Linked DNA regions of Mus musculus: region 2 is linked to region 1. Evidence: chromatin contacts called from public Hi-C data. All regions are on one chromosome and are shown on one strand. The core of a region is the stretch at or near the end of the contact, and the rest is flanking DNA. Distances in the headings are between cores, read along the strand shown.

The links. Hi-C and Micro-C count contacts between places; a contact is called where the count stands out from the background.
Region 2: a Hi-C map of cortical neurons shows a contact between it and region 1, with 2.3 times the contacts expected there. The contact joins the enhancer-like site here to the promoter of Dab1 in region 1. A contact is called at or near these places in 1 of 39 promoter capture datasets (hippocampal neurons), 3 of 484 Hi-C or Micro-C datasets (cerebral cortex, cortical neurons and nephron progenitors), 1 of 115 datasets of contacts at active chromatin or transcription factors (neural progenitor cells) and 1 of 9 other capture datasets (adipose tissue).

Annotation. Positions count from the first base shown.
Region 1 is chr4:103,617,094-103,622,022 of GRCm38.p6, reverse strand. Dab1 (disabled 1) reads right to left here and starts at 2,523. Exons shown (of 18, transcript NM_001369047.1): 1 at 2,278-2,523. It overlaps Gm36604 (a long non-coding RNA gene), which reads left to right and starts at 2,969. Exons shown (of 3, transcript XR_376479.3): 1 at 2,969-3,567.
Region 2 is chr4:103,701,635-103,706,563 of GRCm38.p6, reverse strand. All of the region lies in intron 1 of Dab1 (disabled 1), which reads right to left. Among named protein-coding and RNA genes, the nearest start is that of Dab1, 85 kb to the right of the region's middle. Within about 2 kb of position 1,878, at least 8 of the 459 cell types and tissues checked have an H3K27ac peak or open chromatin away from gene starts, as enhancers often do. A contact at or near this core is called in cortical neurons, where this site is marked.

The sequences.
Region 1 (4,929 bases), core at 1,274-3,773:
TACCAGAATCTACAACAAATATCATGACTGCAAAGCAACTGGCTGAGTCCAACTTCTAGGGGGAAAAAATCTCGACAAACTGCAAGTGCTGAAGGGTAGCCACTATGGCCAGCAGTTGCCCCTGGATACCAGTATCACTAGGCACTCTTCTAGCTGACCAATTCCTATTTGCTAAGTCGCCCCAGCCAGCCCCAGCCAGCCCCAGCCAGCCCCAGCCAGCCCCAGCCTACCCTCTCTCTCTGCACTCAGAAGGAGGTAGCCCTGCTGTCACAGTGTACTGGCCAGCTACTCCTCCCATCCAGCACAGCAATGGGGGTGTGGGGAGGGGGGCAGCCATAAAATTCAGAACCAGCTACTGTCAGCACTGCAGGCGCTGTGAGACCACTGGGTCCAGCCCTCATCACATCACCGCTAGAGAAGGGAGCCCTGACATCGAACGCCAAAGGGATCCATTACTCGAAACCTCAAACATAGGACCTGTTGCAAAATCTTGTCTATCTGAGGACGCACCTCCAGGTTTTTGCCTTCTGAATAGGATTCTACTACCTTATAAGCAGGTGCCTAAACAGACAGAAGCAGCTTAAGCTCGACACATAAAGGGGTTAAAAAGCACGTTGCCTTTGGAATCCACTGCATGCACCCTGCAAAGGAGCTGTTGATCATGGAAGTGTATAGAAGAGGAGCCTGCGGCGGTGGAGGGCTCTAAGCTCTGAAGACCTTTTTAATATGGCTGTATTGTAATACTGCAGTGCCAAACCCCACCAGTGGTTCCAAAAAAGAAAGGGGGAAAAAAAAGCCTCACTATGCAGCAGAACTTCCCAGCCCTGGAAACAGATTGTCTCCCTTTTGCTCCCATTTAATAACGGTTTTATTTAACACAATCGGGGGAGATATGTGTTCTGCTAAGCAGTGTACAGAAAGCTCTGTCTGCAATGATGCGATTCTTTCTACATGAAACTAAGAGGCAGTCCCCTAAACTCAGCCTCCCGAAGCTCAGCAAAGCCACTACGAGGTGATGCGATTCGCAGAGGGAGCCGCTTGGAAGGGTGTGTGTGTGTGTGTGTGTGTGTGTGTGTGTGTGTGTGTGTTAGGGGGTCAGGCATGCAAGGGGACACACCTTTCCTTCAAGCCGTTGGATACACCATGTTGCCTGAAAAGTCTACCCAGACTAGTCTGTCAAGGGTTAATTTTCTCAGCAAAAACTGAAGCAAGCGCGCACGCACACAGACACACACACACAAACCACACCACACCACACACACACACACACACACACACACACACACTCCTCCGTTGACTCCCACCACCTTGGTGGGTGGTCACCATCCTCTTAATTTTAAATTCCAGAACGCAACCGCCCCCCCCTCCGCCCCCGCCCCAGTACTATTATTTGGGAACAGCCCCCGTACCTGGGCTCGATTCCCACCTCATCACCGGTGGAAGCTGAGAGCCCGACATAATTATTTTCCTACAAGGTTATGCCTAATTGACCACTAACCTAATTGATTAATCATTTCATTTTTCAAAGCAGCATCCAAGAGTCAATCTAGCGAGGAGATAGAGAAACATGTACGCAATGGTCCAAGGGATACAGACCTAGGGAAAGACCCCAGGCCAGCTAAAACCTAAGAGGCTAGAAATGAAAACGCGACAGAAGCAGAGAATTGCGCACGGCCACAGGAGGATCAAACCAGGAGCCTCAAAGCGGCCAGGGTCCAGCAGGCTCCAACACGGATGAAGTTGTTTTCCCCCGGGGACCAAAGGGTTAAAACGACGCCGCTCCAACCCAGTCTCCTCTATGCTGGAGGGGAGCAGAATCCACCTGTCCCCTTCTTAGGCAAACCCCGCTGGTTGTCCTGAGGGTCGCCCTAGCTCTCTGGCCACAACTTGCCCCTCTGTGCGCGGCCCTTGCCTGCGCCTTTGCGCGCTACCCAAAACTTTGCGCACACTGCGGCCGCCGCCTGGCCGTTCAGCGCGGCGAAACGCGCCACCAAGTCCAAGAGCTGCGGACAGCCCTTCTGCAGCCACCACCGCTTGGCTTTGGGCTTCAGACTTTTCTTTCCTCCGCCTCCAGTCCCCATGCAGGGGCTCCCTCGTGGCTGCGGGAACGCGACTCTCGGCCCGCAGTGGGCATTGCGGCCGCGGCGCTGCAGACCACCACCCTGCAGGGTCCATGAGGCGCCCACCCGACGGCTGGACGACTGAAGCCATCCTTGCCCTGGCGCGCCCACCCTAGCTTTCCACGCCGCGGCCGCCAGGCGCAACACCCTCTCCTACCTTCCAGCCGCTGAAGACCACACTCTGCTCAGCCCTCTCGACACATCATCCTCTGGCTGCAGAACAGGGCGACCGGACTCTGCTTTTGTTCCCTGGGGCGGGGAGGTCCGTGCGGGGCCAGGGAGCGGGAGATGCAACGGAGCTGGGTATCTGGAAGAAGGGAGGCTCACTCCCGGCAGCTCTAGTGGCGGCAGTAGTGGCGGCAGCAAAGGCAGCGGTGGCAGCAGCAGCAGCAGTAGAGATAGTGCCGGCTCTCTGCAGGCCACATCTTTCATACCTTATACATCACTACCGCATTCCCCCGAATAGGAGAGCCCATCAGCATTTCGCCACCTAACTAAGGATACGAGCGCCGGCAAGAGTGGCTTGGCTGCACCTGGCCACAGTGTGGGCTCTGCTCAGGAAAGGACCCTCAGCACCCAATTGCCACTCCCTCCTAAATCACCACAGCATCGTCTATAACCATCACTGGTCTCCCCGCAGCGCTCTCCTTAGGCTCTCTGCTCCCTAGAATGTCTGAGCTTTAGGGCAAGCAACAGAGGTTTATTATGGAAACTCATTTCCAACTGCCACTTCCCAGGGAAGGTCTTTGCACGGGAGGTTACTGCTACAGAGGCACCCTCCTGATTGCACGTGGTTTCTAGATGCCGCCTTGGGAGCAGGCTTGTGGGCACTGAGAGAGGCAGCCCGCACCAGAGGATTGGGTCCCTGTTGCTTCATCAATAAAATGGGAATCAGATGAGCTTTTCTGTGAGGTTGTGGTGAGAATATAATGAGATAAACAGAGTGGAACTCCCTAAACAAAGCTTAATTTCTTCCTTCTTCCAATGCAAGCCTGCCTTCCCTCAACAACTGTCAGCAACAACCCAGTAAATATTTGCCGTGAGCGTACCTCGGTTCTATGCCAATCCCTATTTTATAGAGTAGAGTACAGCTTGGCTTGGACTTTTCTCTCCAGTGAAGACACAGAAAATAAGTAAATCAAGAAGAGTTGTTGAGTGGTATTGATCACCAAGATTGAAATAGATGGTGGCATGCAATGTGAAGTGACTGGAGATGCTACTTAGCTTGCTTTTGTCAACTTGACACGAAACTTGAGTCACCTGGGAAGAGAGACCCTCAGACTGAGATGTTGCTTCCATTATATGGGCCTGTGGGCGTGTCTTCCGGCCACATTCTTGATTGAGGGTTAATGTGGGAGAGGCCAGCCTTCTGTGAGTGGAGCTACTTCTGGGCAGGTGTCTTGGGTTGTCTAAGAAGTAAGCTGAACAAGCCATGGAGAGCAAGCAGGTAAGCAGAGTCCCTTTATGGTCTGTGCTTCCATTCCTACTCCAGGTCCCTGCTCTGACTTCCCTCAATGATGGACTGAAACCTATAAGATGAAGTAACACCACTAAGTTGGCTTTGGTCAGTGTTTTATCACAATAACAACAACCGGAACACCTAGGGAACTGGAACAAGTAGGAACCTGCTTAGGTCATAACTGCTAACCCAAGTTCTACGTCAGTAGGACCTCATCTCCTCATCTCCAGGGCAGAAGAAACAGCCAGAGCAAATGTCCCATGCAGGAATGAGTTGAGGGCATCTAAGATGGAGGAGGGTACACCTGTAGCTGGAAGCAGCAAGGGTAATGACCCAGTGGTATGATATAGAGTGGGTGGTTCCATCTGACAGGGAGGTTCACCTCCACAGAGGTCAGTAAGTAGATTTGGCACTGGAGTTAGGGATGTGAGTGGTGTAGCATTCCCTGTGGGGTTGATTTGTAAAAGTTCACTCTGGCCGGGCGTGGTGGCACACGCCTTTAATCCCAGCACTCCGGAGGCAGAGGCAGGCAGATTTCTGAGTTCAAGGCCAGCCTGGTTTACAAAGTGAGTTCCAGGACAGCCAGAGCTATAGAGAGAAACCCTGTCTCGAAAAACCAAAAAAAAAAAAAAAAAGTTCACTCTGGCTGCTATGGAGATAGTGGATTGGAGAGAACTTGGGCAAATGCCATTGGAAGAAGAATCAGTAAGAAGATCCAACAGTGCTGGATAAAAGTCCCTCACCATCTCCTGACTTCCATAATCACAAACCACATCAACTTTTCCTTCATCCAACAAGAGATTGGGAGTAAAAGCCACTGGTGAGCAGTTCAGGGAGCCTGAACATGAGCCATCCCAACCCACTCTCTAAATATCCTTTCCTCAACCAGAAGATGTAAATGGTTACATATTCTCATGACTTACTGTGTTGATAAAATGATACCAGGAAGATGTACCCAAGGGACTAAATGACTGTTAACTTCATCTTTAAGATCTCTTTACTTTGGGTCCTCCAGAAGCCCAAGCACCACACATGCCCTCTATTCCCTCTAGGAACTGCCTTTCCTGGACATGTCAGAACTACGGAGTCCTGATGCCTCTTTCAGATGTGTGGTGATGATTGCATTCACAATGCTGGTCCCTGAACCCGGCTGCCATCTTCTCAAGCAGAAAACAGATTTCCATTTTGTTTCCATCCTTTTGATGTTTTCCTGTCCGCCACCCTCATCCAGCTTGAAGCATACACAACAATTGTCCTATGAAGCTCCCAAGCTACAAAAAATAGAAAGGAAAAGGGGGCTGGAGGTTGGGGGGAGGGGATTTGTAAAGCCAGAGATGGTAGGAGAAGAAA
Region 2 (4,929 bases), core at 629-3,128, 85 kb before region 1:
AGAGCTCATGCAGCTCTACGGGGCAAACAGCACCTGCAGAAGCTCAAGTTGCAATTGAGTGTTGAAAGCAGCAGCTGCAGACGTGCACACGTGGGGTTACAAGGTAGACAGAGTATTCATAAAGCTCAATTCTCTGCTCCCCTTCCCATTAATATTGCAGTACTGTGCTGTTAAATATTGGTTTTTAACTTAAAACACTATTTCATTTTGAAACCCAGATAGCTAATATGAAGATTAATAGGACCAGAATTAACTCCTTGCACAGGGATAGTATGTTGGTTGTTCACTGGGGATGCTGTAAGGCACAAGGAAAGATGAAATACTCAGGGTAAAATTTTATAGTTATTCTATGCTCCTCAAAACCGAGGTAGAATAACAATGATTTTTTTTAGCTCCAATCTTTTAAAGGATTTTTATGTACCGAACACTTAATATTTTTGTTATATTCAGTTATGTGTGTATATGAGAAAGAAAAAGACTCAGAGACAGACAGACAGGTGACAGAGAGAATGTATGTATACAAGCACTCATGTGCTTGCCACATCATGTATGTAGAGGGTCTAGAGGTCATAGGAAAACTTGCAGAGGTCAGTTCTCTTCTTCTCCCATGTGATTTCCAGAGACTGAATCCAGGCTACTAAGCTTGTCAGTGAGCACCCTTACCCACTGAGCGATTTCCCAAATGCATCATCTGTGAGTATACAAACACTAGGAAAGTAAGTGGCGGCCACCGCTTTGTACAGAAGCAGCCGCTCAATCCATCATTTAAGAGCTCAAGTCTTGGAATCATAGATTCTCTGCTCTTACAAATCCAAAAGCAATGGCAAGATTAAGGAATGTGGCTGTTCAAGGCATGTCCTCTTGGTCTGAGCAGGGCACTTTCATAACCCTGTTCTGCCCTGTTCACAGCTAAGTCTCTCCTACCCACAGGACTTGTCCCCAAACTCTATGACAGGGGACATAGAGAATGAGAAATAAGAAAGCAAAAATAGGTGCAATCTGGTCCAAAGGGATTTCTTTTTGGACTAATCCCTCTCCAAGTTAGTGAATTTACCTTTGGGAAAACTACAAAGACAGTTGTTGTTGTTGTTGTTGTTGTTGTTGTTGATGATGATGATGATGATGGTGTTGTTATTGTTTAAATAGTGAAGGCCATGGTAAAGCCCATTGTAAGCTCAGTTCCACGAAGTCAAGTCATCATGAAGAGCTGCTGGGAGTCTACCCACCCTGGCAAGAACACCACCTATGGGCTCCTTTGTACATTCATTCAGCTGTGGTTCCTAAATGCCCACTCTGTGCAAAGCATTTTCCTGGTAATGAGGATAAAGAGGGACTTCATCTGCATTGCCCTTTCCCGGGGCAGTTTACCCCAGGAAGGGAGGCAAATAGACACCCTTCCATGTAGCTCCATGAACAGGGCCAGCATACGGTTGTAGCAAAGAAGGATCTGAAGGGCAAGTGGGTGTGTGTCAGAGAAGTCAGAAATAAGTGTATGTCGGATACATCTCATCTCCCCTATCTTAAGGGGAAGGCACAAGACAGGTAAAAGCATTTTTGTCAGGACCTGGTCTGTTCCTAGCATGAAGTGATGTTAAATGTGGAAAGGTTGGGGTAGGGGAGACCAGATGTACTCAGCAAACAAGTTAGGACTTTCTTCTGTGTCTCCATGAGATTTACCAACAAGTGCAGAGGGGTTCTCCTAAGTCCACAAAGGACACACCTTCTCCACTCTCCTGCAAGGTGCACCCCTATCATCTCTGGATCCCTGATCATGCTTGTGAGGGAGGGGCTGATTCTCAGGCATGTGTTTGCCTCAGATTTCTACTCAACTCCCCCACTTCCTCATTAGAAATAATGGCAAGACAGATGGTAGCCCACGGGGACAAGTGAAGTTTTGAGGATGACATCACCCATGGCCATATAAAGCACACAATGTACTCCTCAACAGTTTTTAGCTTTTCTTTTTATAGCTGAGATTACAGGCACATGCTACAGCACCTGGCTTTTCTATGTTCTTATGTTATCTCCAAACAGAAAAACAGTAGTTACAGCGTTAAAAATATTTGAAAATCTGGTAGTTATAATCAACCTTGTGAGTTATACAGGAATCTGATACAGTAGATGGGAGAGAAATGTGCCTTATCCAAATTCAGTCATCAACCTTCTAACCCCATGGCAATCAACTCTGCACTCTGAGAATAAAACAAAAACATTAATGTGGCACCCATTAACAACCCACTGTACCGAATGTAATATTGGTAAAGGTTCCCAATAAAGTATGTTAGCTTCTCCTATGGCACGGCAAGACTCCTTGTCAGGTTTGTGTCCATCCAAACACCTGAAAGACAGAGACTGTGTCTGATTCATGGATGTACCCTCAAGGGCCTGACAATGGTCCTGTCACATCACAGGACAAGTTGAACACACATTTGCTGAAAGAAGATGTGTCTGACAGGCACTTAATGACTTGCAAAGTATGTCCACACCCTTCATCTTATTTGATTTTCCAAAAAGCCTTGGAACATAAAGGGGAGTTGGTATCATTATCTGTATCTCACAGAAGGGGAGAGCGGGTCACTCTGGCTGCTGTCTCTTCTTTCTTTTAAGGACTATAATGGACTCTTACTCCCCGACTACAAGAGAACCCAGCTGAATTCTACACATTGATATTGGCTCTCATGCACAAGTCTGATTAAAAGGCAAATAGACACTTTCTTTATTAGCTTTCACATCTTTAAAAAATGCATCAAAATCTGAAAAACTCACTGATAATTAGCCAGAAAACGAAGCTGAACCATTCAACCTGTAACTGTGGATGATTGTTAAGCCCCCATTCTTCCCTCTTCTCACCTCCCCTTGGTATCCATTGTCTATAGCAAGGCGTATTCATCTTCCTCCACAAAAAGAATCGGCTTCTTACAGAATAGAACTGTCAGCACCGTGGGAGCCTTGCTCTCTGGGTTCACCCCTCCTGTCAGGTTTCACAGTGCACAGCACCTCCTGGGTGGCTCCACTCCTGGTCTCTCTTCTAACATGTCAGGGACTCTTTTCTCCCCCAGCGGAGATCTGCAATGCCATCCCTTATGTTAGAACCACAGGACTTGCCCGCAGAACTTCTACACATTGCCACTTCTTCAGCATAGTTAAATTCTATATCCCAGCTGCCTCTGTAGGCTCAGCTCTCAAAGTCCCTCATTTCACTGAGACAGCAATCCCAGCAAGGAGAAAAGGAAATCAGACTACACAATTAGACTTAAAAGGGTCATGTAGTTTTTCATTCATTCATTCATCCATTTGTTCATTCATCCATCCATTCACACACTCATCTGTTCATTCATTCACTCACTCACTTATTCCCACTGTGTCAAAAATGCAAAACTAAATGCTATATGGCTCTTGTATGTGCGACCTTACAATCGAGCAGGAGGAACAGATGTTCTAGTATACATGTGACAGCTGTACCAAGTAGGTTGGGCTAAAGGAGAGTGACTCTGAAGGAGAGTTTCTGTCCCTGCTTAGCAGACCCAGAAAGAGCCACAGAATGGGTGCTACATGTTAGACTTCTACAAGACACCAGTGCATAGGCAGAATAATATAACATTATCAGTTACATAACTGAAAGACTAAGCAGAAGCTAAGGCATTCCCAACACAGCATCTCACATCTAAAGACAACTCAGGGCTGTGTCAGAAGATCCCCATTGGTATATGATATGAAAGCACGGATGTCCAAGGTGAGTACTGGGGAAGGGACACCATGCATCTGGGGTTGGTGTATGTGAGTTAAGGAGGCCCAGTGGGCAGGTGCAGACCTCTGAAGAGCTGCCAGCCAGTTCATGTCAGCATTGCTTGACTCAAAAATACCAACTCTAGAGCTGAAAGAGTTCTAGAAGAGGATGGCAGGTTACTGTTGTCACAGACAAGGGTTCCCAAGTGAATCTAGCTACTTAGCGACCCTGGGTCATCGGTTCAGTAGCTGGAGGCAATATTTCCCTCTGGAGGATATTTGACAATGTGTAGGGGCGCATTAACATTTACAACTAAGGGTTTGCTTTTGGAGTTTAGAGAGTGTGGAACAGGGGTTCTATAAACATCCTACAGGTCACAGGGCAGAACTACAAATATAAATAGCACCGAAGTTAGGGGCCTGTTCTATGCTATTACTGGAAGCTAATCAGCAGAGCAAGTGTCTCCTTCCTCCATTCAGCCATGCAGTCTTCCTCTAGCACCCCCTATTGGCAGAACCTAAGAAGAAGCACTGGACGAAGCAGAATCAGGGAACTGTGTTTCGGCTGCCCATCAGGAAGCTAAACACAGATGAGTGGGTTGGCAGGTGCCTGTCAGTAACCTAATAACTTGGGAGCATCACAGGCCAGGTTCTTACAACAGGTTAGGGTGCAGTGGCAGGTGCAGGACTGGCTCTGCAGTGGAAGAGACCCCTGAGAGGAGTGTCAAGAGAAGATCCTGTCACATGCAGGTACTCAGCACAGAATCTCAGGCTCTGGTTCCTCAACGACCCTACGACAAGAAGCTCCCGAACTCCACTTCTGAACTCACACTCTCGAGGGCATTTCGAGAGGACATCCATTCATCAGTCACATCTCAGAACATTTTGTGTAGTGGCCACACCAAGGTTTTATTGCCATCTATGCCTTATACTATTCAGTCATTCAGCCAAGCAGCAGTAGCACATGCCTTTAATCCCAGCACTCAGGAGGCAGAGGCAGGCAGATTTCTAAGTTTTAGGCCAGCCTGGTCTACAAAGTGAGTCAGGGCTACACAGAGAAACCCTGTCTCAGAAAAAAAAAATCAGTTATTCATAATCCTGTCACCTGTCACCTGGCACCTCCTCTCCCATGTTTCACATGGGAAAAGTGAGACTCAAAGTAGGCAAAGCCACTGTGCTCCAAGAAAGAGTCACTGAAGGTAA